Linked DNA regions of Mus musculus: region 2 is linked to region 1. The links are chromatin contacts, called in public promoter capture Hi-C maps. All regions are on one chromosome and are shown on one strand. The core of a region is the stretch at or near the end of the contact, and the rest is flanking DNA. Distances in the headings are between cores, read along the strand shown.

Evidence for each region. Promoter capture Hi-C pulls out the DNA fragments that hold promoters and counts their contacts.
Region 2: a promoter capture Hi-C map of second pharyngeal arch cranial neural crest shows a contact between it and region 1, with 2.6 times the contacts expected there. The contact joins the enhancer-like site here to the promoter of Inhba in region 1. A contact is called at or near these places in 8 of 39 promoter capture datasets (the 3T3-L1 cell line, 3T3-L1-derived adipocytes, cranial neural crest and 5 more), 6 of 484 Hi-C or Micro-C datasets (the HL-1 cell line, embryonic stem cells and liver) and 1 of 9 other capture datasets (pancreatic islet).

What each region holds. Positions count from the first base shown.
Region 1 is chr13:16,008,511-16,015,733 of GRCm38.p6, forward strand. Inhba (inhibin beta-A) reads left to right here and starts at 3,341. Exons shown (of 5, transcript NM_008380.2): 1 at 3,341-3,580; 2 at 3,690-3,876; 3 at 5,941-6,022. It also overlaps the pseudogene B230303A05Rik.
Region 2 is chr13:16,076,771-16,083,993 of GRCm38.p6, forward strand. No RefSeq gene overlaps it. Among named protein-coding and RNA genes, the nearest start is that of Gm22628, 39 kb to the left of the region's middle. Within about 2 kb of position 3,606, at least 3 of the 459 cell types and tissues checked have an H3K27ac peak or open chromatin away from gene starts, as enhancers often do. A contact at or near this core is called in second pharyngeal arch cranial neural crest, where this site is marked.

The sequences.
Region 1 (7,223 bases), core at 2,091-4,590:
AACATGGACAGAAGAGGTCACAGTGCAGTGAAGAACAGCACCCAAGCTAGTGTGGCTTAGACGTGTCTGAGAGCTGATCCCACAGGACACACAACCTTTGGACTTTATCTGGACATGCAGGAGGTAGCAGCTCTCTGACTTAAAACAACACACAGAGACACACAGACACACACAAAGACACACATGTGTGTGTGTGTGTGTGTGAGAGAGAGAGAGAGAGAGAGAGAGAGAGAGAGAGAGAGACTGGACAGCTTCAAGCTTTTTGTTGGCTTTCGCTTTTTGGATCTATAATTGGACAACAGGTTGTAGAGGTATCTTTGTGGATAAGCAAAACTGGATTAGAATCAAAGCCTCTGCTCTCTTATCAATTTAGTGGAATCTACACACTAAATCTCTGTGTCCTCAAGCCAGGAATATGGGACTTGTTATCCTAGAGGTTCCAGGTAAGGAAAAGTATAGCGGCACTCTGTTCTATATTCCTTTGAAAATGTTTTCCATAGTCTTTTAGGGGAAATAAGTCAATTTCTGTAGCAGATGTTTCCTGATTAGGTTTTAACTGAGTTACAAAATTAATGAACATATGCATGTTGGTCAGAACTTTCAGAAGGCATATTTATATAGTTTCTCTATAGGTCACAAGTGATTATTGAGGCTTTGTATGTGCTAGCCATTCTTGGGAAGAAATCCAGGCATTTATGAATCATTTGGGAGTTGATTGAAGCTTTTGGTTCTAAAATGACCATTTACCTGAGTAGACTATGATTCATATCTTGGAGGAGATGACATGGCGTCATGATGTCTAAGACAGTCCTTTCATGGCTCTGTCCATTGACAAATGAACTCTGACTTACTCTCTCCTTTCTGGGTGACCTGAGCCACTGAGACGCTAAGCCATGAACTTGGGACAGTAGCCCTTGTCTCCTGAACAGTATTCATACCTAAGCTGGCTTGTTGTAGGCTGTTTCTGTCTTTGATATTTATCGTTTGTTGTTGATGACACCTTTTCTGTGTCTGTCACAATCATATCTGGCTCTTCTCATAGGAACAGCACCTGGAGGGCCACAGCCTTCCTTCCACTTTCTTATGAGAAGGGCACTTGCAGGATCATTTGTTGCTTGGAGTGAACGTTATGATTTAGGCAAGAACTCTGTTTTATTTCTTTGGATATTAATATTATGTCATTACCTTGAGTACTAGGCAATAAAAATAAAAACTATTAGCTTTCTCTCTTTCTCTCTTTTTAAGTTAAGTATGGCTATCTCATATTTGCAAAATTTACTTTGGGGAATTCACTGTTGCATTGATGGAGCTGTTACTAAACGGCTAAAGTGAAGAACCCAGTTCTTCATTTACTTTTTCTCAGTGAGTCCATTATCTTCGAAGACATTGGGTATGAGTCAGCCCATCAAGATTTGTTTCTTGCCACCACAACTGCCCTTGGTTTAACCCAAAAACTGGCTGAGAATGTGCTGAGGGCATATGAGAATGTGGGTGGGGATTGCAAGGCTGCTATTTGTTGCCTGATATGAGTTTCTACTCATTGGGTACCATGCATGCATGAGGAAGCAGGGTCACTTCAATCACTAATACTTTGCATAATTGGATTCTTTTCCAGTGTTATAGTCTGGGTTTCCAAGTTCTCTTGCAGCACAGATGGAAAGGGAATTGGGTGAAATCTTAAAATCATGACTCTAACTCAGGGCTTCTCACTGTATAATCATTGCTAATTTTTCTAGCGTGGGCACCATCCTGTGCTGTGCATTGTAGGAGAGCTCTTAGCATTGGCCTCTGTTCAGTAGATGCCAGTGGCACCTCCTTCCTGGTTATGACAGCTGAACGCATTGTCAGATGTCCCGGAGAGAGAAACCAGTTCAGCTGAGAACCGCTGTTCTGGAGTGAACAACAACGCTTTACTTACGGAATTTTTCCTTCTTTTTCTTTTCCCATTTTTTAACTGTAGCATCTGGGGCCACTGTTCAGATGACAGTCTTCAATATCCTGAAGGCAGGTCCTCATAGACAGCATGAGGCCTGAAGGGATACTCAGGTGGTTCTGAGAAAAAATGTGAGTCTTAGGAATCAGGGAGTTTGGGGTTAACCGTCTCTTATTTGTTGTTTTGGATACAGTTCAGAGCAATGTGAATGCCCCCCTTTCCAGTTCGGTTTTGAACTATTCATTCTTGTTCTAGCTTAGAAGCACACAGCCCCCTAGTTGGATTTTTGACTGCAAAGTGCCGCTCCATCTCTGGCCCAAATCCTGGTATCTAACATTTGGCCCAAACTAGTTGCAGGCTGTGGCCTGTAGGAAACAGACAGGTTTGCCAACCCCATACTCTACCAAAGCCGTTTGATGGGATGGTTAGACAGGGACTTCCACAGTTTACTGCAGCAAATATCATTCAGAGTCCTGCCCATGTTTTCTGGATGTTGTGCTGTCTCTTGTGGGGGAGAGGGTAACCCTAACCAAGGAGGCCAGGTCTTCCCCCCCCCCCCACCACCCCTTAAGCCCAGAACAACACGTAGCTGATGAGAACACCTCAAAGGTTCTTTTCATTTTTATAGTCACGTTTCATGTTTACTTTCCCAGCAAGGCAGGCAGAAATCATGAATTTTTTTTTTTGAAACAGATTTTTCATAGGAAGGAACCAAACACCCTGAGTTATCAGCAGCTTGTCTGTGCCTCTGAACCACCAGCCTCCTGTCATTCAGTTGAATCAGAGGACACTTGTCAGTCACCTGCTTAAGGTGTCCACATTCTCTGGCTTGCATGTTTCACTGAATCACAGGATCTGTGAGCAGCAGCTAACCACAGAGTCAGAGTCGTGGAAAACGGCTTCCTTTCCAAGCCTGTCTCCTTGCTTCAGGGATAGTGAGGGAAGAGCGATTAATAGCCTGCATGAAAGCTTAAGGACATACGGTTTGCTTGAGAGGAAAAGTGAATATTCTCACGACTTGATCTCTGCCAACTTTATATGGGCCCAGCTGCTGCACAGGGCAAACACACTAGTCCAGAGTTAGCTATGCCCCTAAGATGTGTGTCACCACAAGCCACCGGCCAGCACTGAAACGCAGGTTTCCCTCATCCACACAAAGGAGCTCTATCCTCAAAGGAACTTTGTTTCTTGACCAGCTCACTAATTGTGATTGAAAACACCAGCTCCCCAGCAATGCTCACGCATCCGAGTTAGCAGAAACAAGACAGGCCCTAATTGCTCCATTTACATAAAAGTAGAAACATACAACTTCTAAATATAAATCTCTGGCACATCTCTTCTTTTGCAATTACAGTAAAATAAGGTACCAGTTTCCCTCCGGGCTCCTCCTCACAGCAAGCTGCTCCCGGGGTTCGCTAGTGGCTGCTCCTCCAGGCAGCACCGGGCCAGCGTGGAGTTGGAGCTTTGTGAAGTAGCCAGTAAATCAGAACGCCTCCGCTAGGTGCAGAGCGCGGTGGCAGCGGGCCACTCTGCCAGTGCGGTAGTCGGTGGGACCGAACTCTACACTCGGGAAGGGGCAGTCTGCGGGTGCGGGGCCTGAGCTGCCGCTCGCCTCCGTTGGCCAGGAGACCGGCAGCCCCACTGCAGGTCCTGGTCCCTGACATTCCCTGGCACCGAGGGCTGGGATCAGAGATTCCCGGCTGCACTCACTGAACAGTGATTTTTTTTTTTTCTTTCCCCTCCCTGAATTCTTTAGCTGCCAAAAGGGGGGGAAAAATCAAGAGCTGCGCTTTTAAACGAAGTTGCCCTTGCTGGTGTTCAGGGTAAAAATAGAGGCGGCCGCTTGGACCAGCTTGGCCCCTGAGTCCAGGCGTCCCGCGAGCCGGGCTGGAGCTGCGCATTCGGGAGTGATCCCTGGAAACTGCCAGCAGGTGCTGCTCAAGGTACGGTGGCAAGCTGAAAAGGGACAGGGCCTGGGTGCAGGGAGTCTCCGCGGGAGGGGCAGGAAGTGAAAGAGAAACCAACCCCGCTCAGAGCTGCGCTGACCAGCGCACGCCCTGGGCCCTGGAATTCAGCTGGGAAACGCTGATCCTCAGCCCAGAATATTCCACAGAAGCATTTTAACCTACCTGCTTCCTCCACCACCCCCACCTGGATTTCCATGGAGGAGAGGAGGCTTTCCCAAAGTGGTTCCAGCTCTGAGGTTGGGGGAGATTCAGCTACGTCATAGCTGCTAGACTGGCTTAGCAGGTTGGCACTTTCAGGGTGTCAAAGGCCAACAGGGTCTCAGAGTGACCCTGTGTGAGGCGGCCCCTGCAGTCAGGGTCTTGAACATTCTTATGACACACATGCTTAAGAAACTACAGGGATGCTCCGAAATAACATTCTTTTGTGACCACTGAGTTTTGATCCTGAAATTATACATCCCACTTTATAGATGGAAACACTGAGGCTTGAGTTTAAATTAGGAGGGCGCCCCGGAGCTGGGGTCTGATTCGGGCACTTTTCTGTGCCAAGCCAGTCTACAATCTACATTCGGGTGCAAGTGGGACTTTCCCTGAAGTTATGTGTGAGGCAAGAAATGAGTTTAGATGCTCAGGGATTCTTATCAAACAGCATGGAAGTGCCTCTCTTCCAAAGGTTTATGTTCACCCCGGGGTTGGGGTTGGAATGGAAATGACTATCACTGATTATCTTTCTGTCTTTGCCACCCATATTCCTGTCATTTTCCCCTGCAACTTTATTTCCTACTTCAGTTCTCTTATGCGGATCTTAGAATACTCCTTCCCCTTGCCCCTCCCCTTCCCCCACATATAGCTAGCATCCACACTTTGAAAGCCCTCAAGAGAGACCCTTTCACAGACAGCTCCTGGTGTCATAAAGAAACCTTCCCCACTTCACATCAGGAGACCAGAGCCTCTACAGTTTGCTTATGGGCACAGTGAAAAGTTTATTTTATGCATCTTAAATCCGGCACACGAAACAACATATCTGGTCATATGGCTTTCATTAGTCCCCAGTTTTGCACGTTTTATCCAACTTGTCATAAGAACCTGGTCAGTGCCTTAGCTGTACTTCGCCCCGAGAACAACAGCCCTTCTTCACTGTGCTTATCGGGGCATTCGTCTCTCTCTATGTTATCTCCCTGCCAGTGTGACCCAGGCAAAAGAAAACCCAAACCTAACTTTACTTCTATTTTAAGGAGAGTTCACTTCTTTTCATTAAACTCATATTTATAGTGTTTACAAATGATTGGACTTGAAGTTCTAGCTTTTAAAGAAAAGATGCAGGTGTGTGTGTGTGTGTGTGTGTGTGTGTGTGTGTGTGTTACTGTTGTTTTTGCTAGTTAGGATGGGACTCATCTAGGCAGGATACTTATGAAGTTCACTTGCAAAGGAAGACCATTTCCCAAGTCCGAGGTGATAAATGATGTATGAAGCAGGCATTCAATTTCAAGGTGTAAATTAATAGTGTGAGTCAAAGCAGGGAGACCATCACCACATGGACATACAGATTTTCCTGAAAAAAATATTTTCCTATAATCATAATTATAATACTAGAATTCCTATAAAGAACACTATGAATTTTCTTTGCTGTGGAAAAAATACGGTGCTTTGCAAATAGAAGTAACTTTATGAAGTAACAGATGTCTTATGTATAGACATAAGGCTGAACCTGAATCTAATAAGAGGTGTATGTATGAATAGTAAAATGTCAAAGCTGGACACTCTTGGAGATGTGTGTATGTGGTTCTCTTATGTTTGTAAAGGGTGGACTATTCCTAGCCACAGGCTTTACTGGCTCAGGACATCACCCAGGTCCTGTCTCAGAAGCCAAGAGAGATTTCCATTAGATAATGAATTATGAAATGTCTCACACTGGAAAAACGAGTCATCTGCTGATGTCATGCTGATTCTAACCAATCCTAAACAAAGCCCCAGCCCTCCTCTTTGAGAGGTACCAATGTGTGAGTGTACAACTAAGTACTACAGTATAAAACTTCACAGTGCCAATACCATGAAGAGGAATTCAGACAGCTCTGACCTCATGAGACAAGAGCCGGCTGACAAAACAGAAGGGACCCGAAAGGTAATGCTTTTAAATTCTTGCTTCTGAGCTCTCTACACATTAAAAGTCAGTATGGCTAAAAGGACTTTTACAACTTTTTGGCACCTCCATAGGCATTGTAAATTGTATCATTTTCTATTGTGCAGGCAGGTTAATACTGTTTTTTAATAGTCCTAGAGCATGCAAATAGATTGTGTTTATACAACCCACTCAGCACACATATACAAGTACATATGCCAAAAAGAAAGTTATTTTTAAGAGTTCCATTTGCAAACAGTAAATCCAGGGAACACACACATATTCACATACAGGGAGAATCCAAACATTGATAACTTGCTCTTATCCAAATGCTACTATTAGGACTCTTGAGTTGTTTAGAGTCATTAAACTTTTAGCTCTATGTTAGTCTGTCTCGTAAAACTTAACTGCACTACAAAATGCTCCGAGTTCTGTATCTGTAACTCCAAATAGGTGGGTGACGTTATTATAACACAGAGATGTTCTCCTGAACCATTGTGATGCAAGTGCCCCTACTTCTCTCCATTTTTTTTAAATGAAAGTTTTAGGTAATATGGACAGTCTTATCAACAACAGCAGAGTCCTTGGTGTTTCTGGAGCTGGGAGTCCTCCTAACCCTACAAAGGTGTCAGAGGGCTTATAACTGAGAAAGTCTTGTGCATTGTTGCTTTGGGAAAAGATAGCATTTGTGTGGTTCAGAAAAGCATTGATACCTGTCAAAACTGAAGTTTAACCTAGTGTCATGATTTTATCAACTTCTTGTATGTAGATCTTATGCTTGTAGTTCTGACACCTATTAAATCTGTCCTCCTGACCTGCTTTACTTCACTAGAATGCTCTGAACATAGAAGGTGTCAGACAGAAGGGAATGTATCTAGTGAGACACTAGAGGGTTTATATGTAGGGAAGAAGCTGGGAAAGGAGGACTGTTTTAACAGAGGACACCTTAAAGATACTTCTGCACAATAAAAGACAGAGAATGAAAAGGTGGTGGGAAGAATTTAAAAAAAAAAAAAGAAAGAAAAAGAAAGAAAAGCCTCAGAAAGAAATTGTTTTAAAGTGCACACTGGTCTTGTTCTGTGAATACTGTAATCCTCAATGAACTCAGCTCTGCTGGTACTTTGAGGAGAAATGACCCAGCCAGGCAGCCCTGCCGTGGATGCTACACTATGGTCAAGGCTGACAAGGGGAGGTGGGCAAGTAG
Region 2 (7,223 bases), core at 2,356-4,855, 69 kb after region 1:
CAGAGCTCATTCTGATTTGTAGAAACATTTGCCCAGTTTTGTTTTGCATGGTGAATTTTATTTCCAATTCCAATGGAAATATTTGAACTTCCATTGATAGACTTCTAAGTGTCACCCTGTGCACAGACACATTAGAGAGCCCTTAAAGCAGAAACAGAATGAAATAAACAAAATATCAGCTTCAAACAGAGTTCTATTTTTGTGGAGTTGCTGGTACAGAAGCAAAATCTAGCTTTGCCAGAACACGGCATTTGTGTGTATTTTAATTCTCCAGTTTGATTTTTGCTAGGTATTTGTAGTATATTGCATTCCCACCAGGTGTCATAGTAAAAAATATAGACAACTAATCTTTGAAATGGAAAGATCCATCTTTCATCCTTTTGTCCTTTTAGCAATGTTTTATGCTTTTACCCATTAGAGACTAGTGCTGGTGACCTACTTAGACATTTGGGATGTGTTATAGAATGAATGCCAACTGCCTTGCTGACAAAGCCAGAAGACATATGACTCCAAAAGCACTATTGGTGGTAGCGGGCATACAAAATATGCTTTATCAAAGTGTGCTCTCCAGAGTAAGCGAGTTTTGTGGATTCCCAGACTGTAAGACTATTCTCTTTTGAATGTTATCTACAGTTCAGAGAAAATTCAGCTACAGCTGAAACCCTGAGTTCACTCAGGAAATGTGGCAGTAAGATGTGAGACATGTTGCTGGTCCCGAGCCAGGTTCATAGGCAGAGGAACACCAGCAACTTAAAGGTTGGAAATGTGGTTTCCATAAGAATGTTCTCAAGGAAATATGTGTGTTGTGGATAATTGAAATCTATGTGGAGTTTTGAACCGACCTTGACAAAGCCCTAGAATAATATCTAAGTACCACATAATATAAAAACAATGAATGTCGTTAAATTCCTCCATCCTTCCTAGGCTTACTTCTTCTGTGTTCAGTGTCACAGACAACCAAATGACATGGTTTGCTTGACTGCCTTCTATTCTTGATTTTTTTTCAGCTTGAGAGATGAAATAAGACAAATTATTATATAAATATTTTTAAAACGAATCATTTTTTAACCATTCAGTACCTTTAAAATATACATACATCACATATGTTCTTTTACATGCGTTCTTTCCTTATAAAACAAAATCAACAATCTTTTTCTAAAAACTCTCAGTTCAAGTCACACACAGGGTAGCAGAAATTTCTGCCTTCAGAAGATGATATGTCATAATGGATGCTTTATTATGCACAGTTCTAATAAATACAAAGACAGGAGCTCAAAAAGCAAAAGAGACAAAACAAGTAATTTGGGGAATATTTGCAAAGCAGGTCAAGTGGTCTTTCCAGGCTGGTTTGGGCACAGTGTGGCCTTCGCCAGCTTGCTTGCCATTTTCTTTGGTATATATATGATTATAGCTCAAAGCCCCTTTTTTTGTTATTTGTGGGAGGGACGTAATCAGATTGTAGCTTTAGAACAATTAGATGTGTTGAACCTCAGAAAACCTCAGACAGTGAGATTCGTTTCTCTATAAGTATTCAAAGGTTTATGGACATGAAGCTCATCTGAACTCTCTAAACCTGTGGAGTCCGCCAAGTTGGCTGGAAGAACTGACAAGTTTGGGCTTTTTCCCAAGCCTTCCATCACTTTCACTCTGATTCCTGCCAGAAGTCAAACAAGAAAAAGCCTTTCTTGTCGTGTTTTGACACCTCCTGCTCTAGTGCCTGCTGTAAACTCTACATCCAAACATTACAGCAGATCAACTGAGCATTGAGAATATACACGGGCAAAGGTTCAGAGGGTGGCTGAGAGTCTGAGAAAGGGCCACTCAGCCTCATGTAAATAATGTGCTCCTAGAGTAAATGAAAGAGTGACTGATCCAGCTCTAGCTCTGCTGCCTGGGCCCTCTTCCGTGAGCTGGATGTCTTCAGTAGCACAGCACTGCACATACGACCTGTTTAATAGGCATTCTCTAGGACCACCCAAAATGACACCTTTAGCTGAAAATTTCCTTCAGAAAATTTCCAAGAAAAGGAAAAGGAAGACTCATCTAGCAAGTTTCTTGGGTCTAAATGCATATCTTTCTGCAGAAGTTCAATTTAACTGTTTTAATTCAACTTTGTTGTCTATATAATAGAATTTCTTCCTGTGTGCTTCCCTCTCCCATTTAGCATTTAACACTAATTTGTCTCTTTTGATAAATTAACCTGTAGTATGTGGCTCATATGTCAGTAAATAAGCAAGGCATATATAGCTACAAGCTGACTCCACTCCCCAAAATATTGCATGCAATTTTAATATTATTTTAATTGTGGTAAAAAATAGCACCCCAGTCTTGCTTAGGCTATTCAACACCAATGCAGTGCACATTTAGTTTAGATATTATATTCAGTGTTTTGAAAACTGTAGGCTATAATTGACATGCTCGCAGAATCAGTGCAATAACCTATAGTAGGATAAACGGTATCAGTGGCCTTATACTGCACAAGTAGCTAGGGTTTGGTCATTTTGCTTTATAAAGGTGTCTATGTGTGCAAGTATCCCAGTCAATGTAAAATGTTTCTTCCCATGGATGATAGGAAAAAAACTTGACAGTAATCAATTTAGCTATGGGAGTGATAACTTTGAGATAACAATAATTGATGTTCGATGAGAAAAATATCCAGGTTGGCACTCCATGTTGGGACTAAGGGCTTTCTAAGAAGTTGGTCCTGCTTGCTCTCTCACCAAGGTAGGGAAGTCTTGCATAATGCATCCCTGGGATCCTGAACATAACACCTGCTAGTACTGCAAGCTAAGCAATCTTTGTTCCTTATAAATTTCCTAATTTATAGCAATATATTACAGCTATGGAAATGACCTAGACACTTCCCGTTTCCCTCCTGTTCCATACAAGCATCCTTGGAACTTGGGAATCAGCTGAGACTAGAAGAAGAAAAATCAAATCAAATTTTGCCATGTACTCTCTATGTATACTTAGACAATATATTTTGCTTTGATTTCCTCACTTTTACAGTGGGAGAAGCAGTGACTTTGAATCAATATTATGGAGTCTGGTGCTACCTTATAGAAATATAGACGTCACTTTCTTCTACCTTAGGGTACTGTGTAGATATCCCTACCAGCACTCATCTAGGTTGGCTCATTTATTGTCTGCTTACTTATGTCCTATAATTGAAGTTCTTGGAGATCAGAAATGTCTTCCACCCATTTTTTGTCTTTTCAATAATATCTAACACATTTATAGGCTTATAGTGGGTATTCTGTCAGTGTAGAAGAGTGGACATGATGTAATAACCTAACACAGGAATCACTTACTGGAGCCTATTATCTACCCTTTTGTATTTCTAGCAATAATGCTATGAGGTTTAGTTCTTGCTGTCTCCATCTCCAATATGAGATAACCAATTCTTACTCTTTAATTAATTTGCCCAAGGGTACAAATATCTGAAACAATGGAGCTGGACTGTGCAGCCAGTTAGGTCATTGAATAAGCGTCAAGCTATAGGCCACACCTCTGACTGGAATTTTCTTATTTTGGGGTAAGTCCTTGGTCAATCCTGATGCTATTTCCATGGTTCCCCACTCTACATACAAAACAATCCTTCTGGACAGGCACAAACATCTGGCCAATGGGAACTGGACAAGGCTCCATCTGGAAGCTATCAGCACCTCTCATGGGTCAGCTGCAAGGGATTTTATTTCAAATGACCCAATACATTTCCTCTGCTTCCCATTCACAGACAGATTCGTTGGCTACAGTGTTTTGATAGATTAGGGGTAAAGGTCTATTCTAATGGCAACTTAATTTCAAGTTAGTGGGTCCCCAAATGCCATTTTCTCTTGTCAAAGACTGTGGTTCCCTTTTCCAGCCACATCTCTTTCTGAGGCCTCCATATAGCTCACGTTGGTCTGCACCATGCAAAGATTCTATTTTTTATATTCACTTAAACAATACTAAAGAAGATTGCCTCCTTAGAAACCACTTTTCTACTTTAAAGATTAAGAATTTGATGGTAAATGCCCATTCTCCTTCCTACAAACTGACTGTGGGACTGAGCAGTATAGAGCCAGTGGCTGTCTTGCTCCTTTGGTAAGTCCTGTTACTCACAGGCTCACATTTCACACCCTCTTAAGGGCAAAGGGAAGGTTTAGGTAGGAGGGTTTAGGTAGTAACACAGGAAATTCTTTGATTCTTATTTTTCTTTCACAACTCAAGGTTATAAGTTTAGTCAGATAATCTCAGCTGAGGGCTTAATAAAACATTCTTGGATCTTTCTCTTGAAGAATTAAAAAAAATCATCAGGGCCAGCAATGTGGATTAAGGGGTAAAGACACTTGCTAGTCAGACTGTCGACCTGATTTGGATTCCCAGAAGCTACCTGGTAAAGGGAAAAGCTAACTTCTACAAGATGCTCTCTGGCTTCACATTTGTGACTTAGCACATGAGTGGATACACACACTGATCCTCACTTGTATGCACACATGCACATACGCACTCACATACACTCACACAACAAATGAGAGTTTTGGTTAAAAAGTACATACATTTCTCGCTGCCCTTTCACCAGCAAAACTTAACTTGATACTCACATTTCAGTATTCAGAAACAAGACATTAATTTCTGGAGCCAGGATAACTGAATCAATGCATCAATAAAGCAGATGACTTTTCTAAGCAGCCAGAGATAATCTTCAGAAACCTGAAAACTTCTGATGTAATAGGAAAGGAGAAATACTTTAAGGCCCAGGCATTCCATCCTTGTAGCTGTTATAGTTCCAACGCATGATTCTTTTTCCATATGTTTTTTTCCCTCCTAAGCAAAGTATCAAGCATTTCTGAAAACTAAAATTTGCTAACTTTTCTATACATCCATACATAAAACCATGTGTTTGGTCACCCAAATATCAAGTTCTAAAAGTAGTTTATCTGACCCCCCCCAAAAAATCGCATATTTAAAAAATACACTTGTATATTTGAATTTAATTGGTCCTTGGAAAATCTGTAGTAGTCTATACACACAACAATAAGTCTACTTTAAATTGTCTTTTAAGAGATTTATTTGTTTTTAATTTATGTGTATGAATGCTTTGTCTACATTCGTGTCTGTGGACCACATGTGTACCATGCCCATTGAGGACAGAAGTAGACATGGATCCTTTGGGACTGGAGTTACAGGCAGTTTTTTTGTCATTGTGTGAAGGCTGGGTGTTCTGGAGTGGAAACCAATACTCTTAACCCCAAATTCTACTATAAAAAAATAAAAAGAAAAGAAACAGACATATGGTTACATGATATTCAAACAAAATATTTGATGAGTTTTTAACATGTAAAATTGCAGTATATATAATTCAACAGTGTCCAATTATCTTAGTTTATTATGTAGAGTTTAATGCAGAGAGATTTCTGAACTGCTTACATCTTAGAAGTAGCTTCAGCATATGCAGGGATCAGTTGTTATAAATGCAGATCAGGGCTGACATTCAAATGGGAGTCATATTCTTCAACTACGATTTTCCTGAGCAATATGTCCTATGTTTTCTAGATAAGGTGTGGGTTAAACATGGGGAGCCGCATCAGGCCCAGAGCTCAGGGCTCTGGTCGAGGGGGCACTCAGGAAGTTTGCACCCCAGGCCACCGCTGGGCAGCCAGGGGACCTTGAACTGGAGGTAGGGAGGTTGCAGTCTGGGATTCCCACAGAACTGCTGAAGAAGTTGGCTCAGTAGGCCTAGTGTCCCTAGGCCTACACAGAAGGCAACGACCGCAGACACCCCTGGGTGTTGCAGATGAGCTGAGAACAGACTGGGGACCTGTGGCTAGGATTCAGCCCAGGGCTGAAGGGAAAAAGGTGGGAGGAGGGCACTTCAAACTGAGTCCCTCAGGGAGGAGAGTCTGGTGGGCAGGTTGTCTTGGTGGAGACCATGGCTGAGAACACAGAGAGACCTCCCTAGGGAGGTTAGATAAGCGGCTCTTGGGAGGAAGACCTGCTCTATTGCATGGCTGGTCCCAAAGAGAAGAAGCGGTCCATGATTTTAAGGCATTTATTGTAGAAAGGCAGAAAGAGGGAGAGAGTAGAAAAGTAGAGGCCATGGCCACGTGGAGGTGGGAGAGGAATGTGAAGAGAAAGGAGAGCAAGGGATCGAGAGACAAGAGTAAGAGCAAGGGAGTAAGAGAAGGAAGAGGGGCCAAGCAGCTCCTTTTATAGTGTTGCCAGGTAACTGTGCGAAGCATACCTGGCTATTGCCAGGTAACTGTGGGGTGGATTCCAGACAGAATACCAGGAGCTTGGGGCATTGCCCTATATGACTGATGGCCACACAACTCTCTCTGAGGTTGGGGGGAGCTGTGGGAGGCTGTAGCTGCAGCAGGAGTCAGGGGCCCAAGGAGCGTGGCCAAACACTTGCCATTCCTTGCCTGCAGAAGTCACCTACCAGGTCTCTGGGGCTCAAAGCCTGTACTCAACCAGGGACCATGCTGCCTGTTCAAAGCTCACCGCCCCATGATAAAGTGCCTGAAACTTAACACAAACATGTTGCTTCTAGTAAATTTCTTGCTGAATAAGACTAATTTTAGATATACGCTTAATATATTAAATGTTGCCAGTCTGTGCTGGTGCCCTGAGCAGATCATGGGTACTAGTACCACACCCAGTCCCACAACACCTAGAAGAAGCTGACTCCCAGGCAACCCAACATGCCCAGGATCATAGGGGAGGAGGCCACATCATCTGCCCCAACACAGGGAATAACTGGGACTATCTGGATCCAGGGACACAGGAACCCTGGCCTGGCCAGTGGCAAGGGTTCCTTCCAGTCTGAACACATGCACTGAGCAGACACTGGGTGCTAGCTCCACACACAGTCCCACAACTCAGAGGAAGCTGGATTCCTAGTTACTCTAACACACCCAGGGTCATAGGATCACAAGATCTTGGGAGCTTGGCCACACCAAGATCTCAGGATCCCAGAAGCAGCTTGACACCCAGAAGCTCTTACACACCCAAGATATCAGGATCACAGGATTCCCAGAATCACGGGATCACAGAGATAACTGGACTCTGAGGAGTTCTGACACAACCAGGATCACAGGAGGGAAAGGCTCCAGTCAGAGACAGTGAGGGCAGGTAGCACTAGAGATAACCATATGGTGAGAGGCAAGCATAAGAATATAAGCAACAGAAGCCAAGGTTGCTTGGCATTATCAGAACCCAATTCTCCTACCATAGCAAGT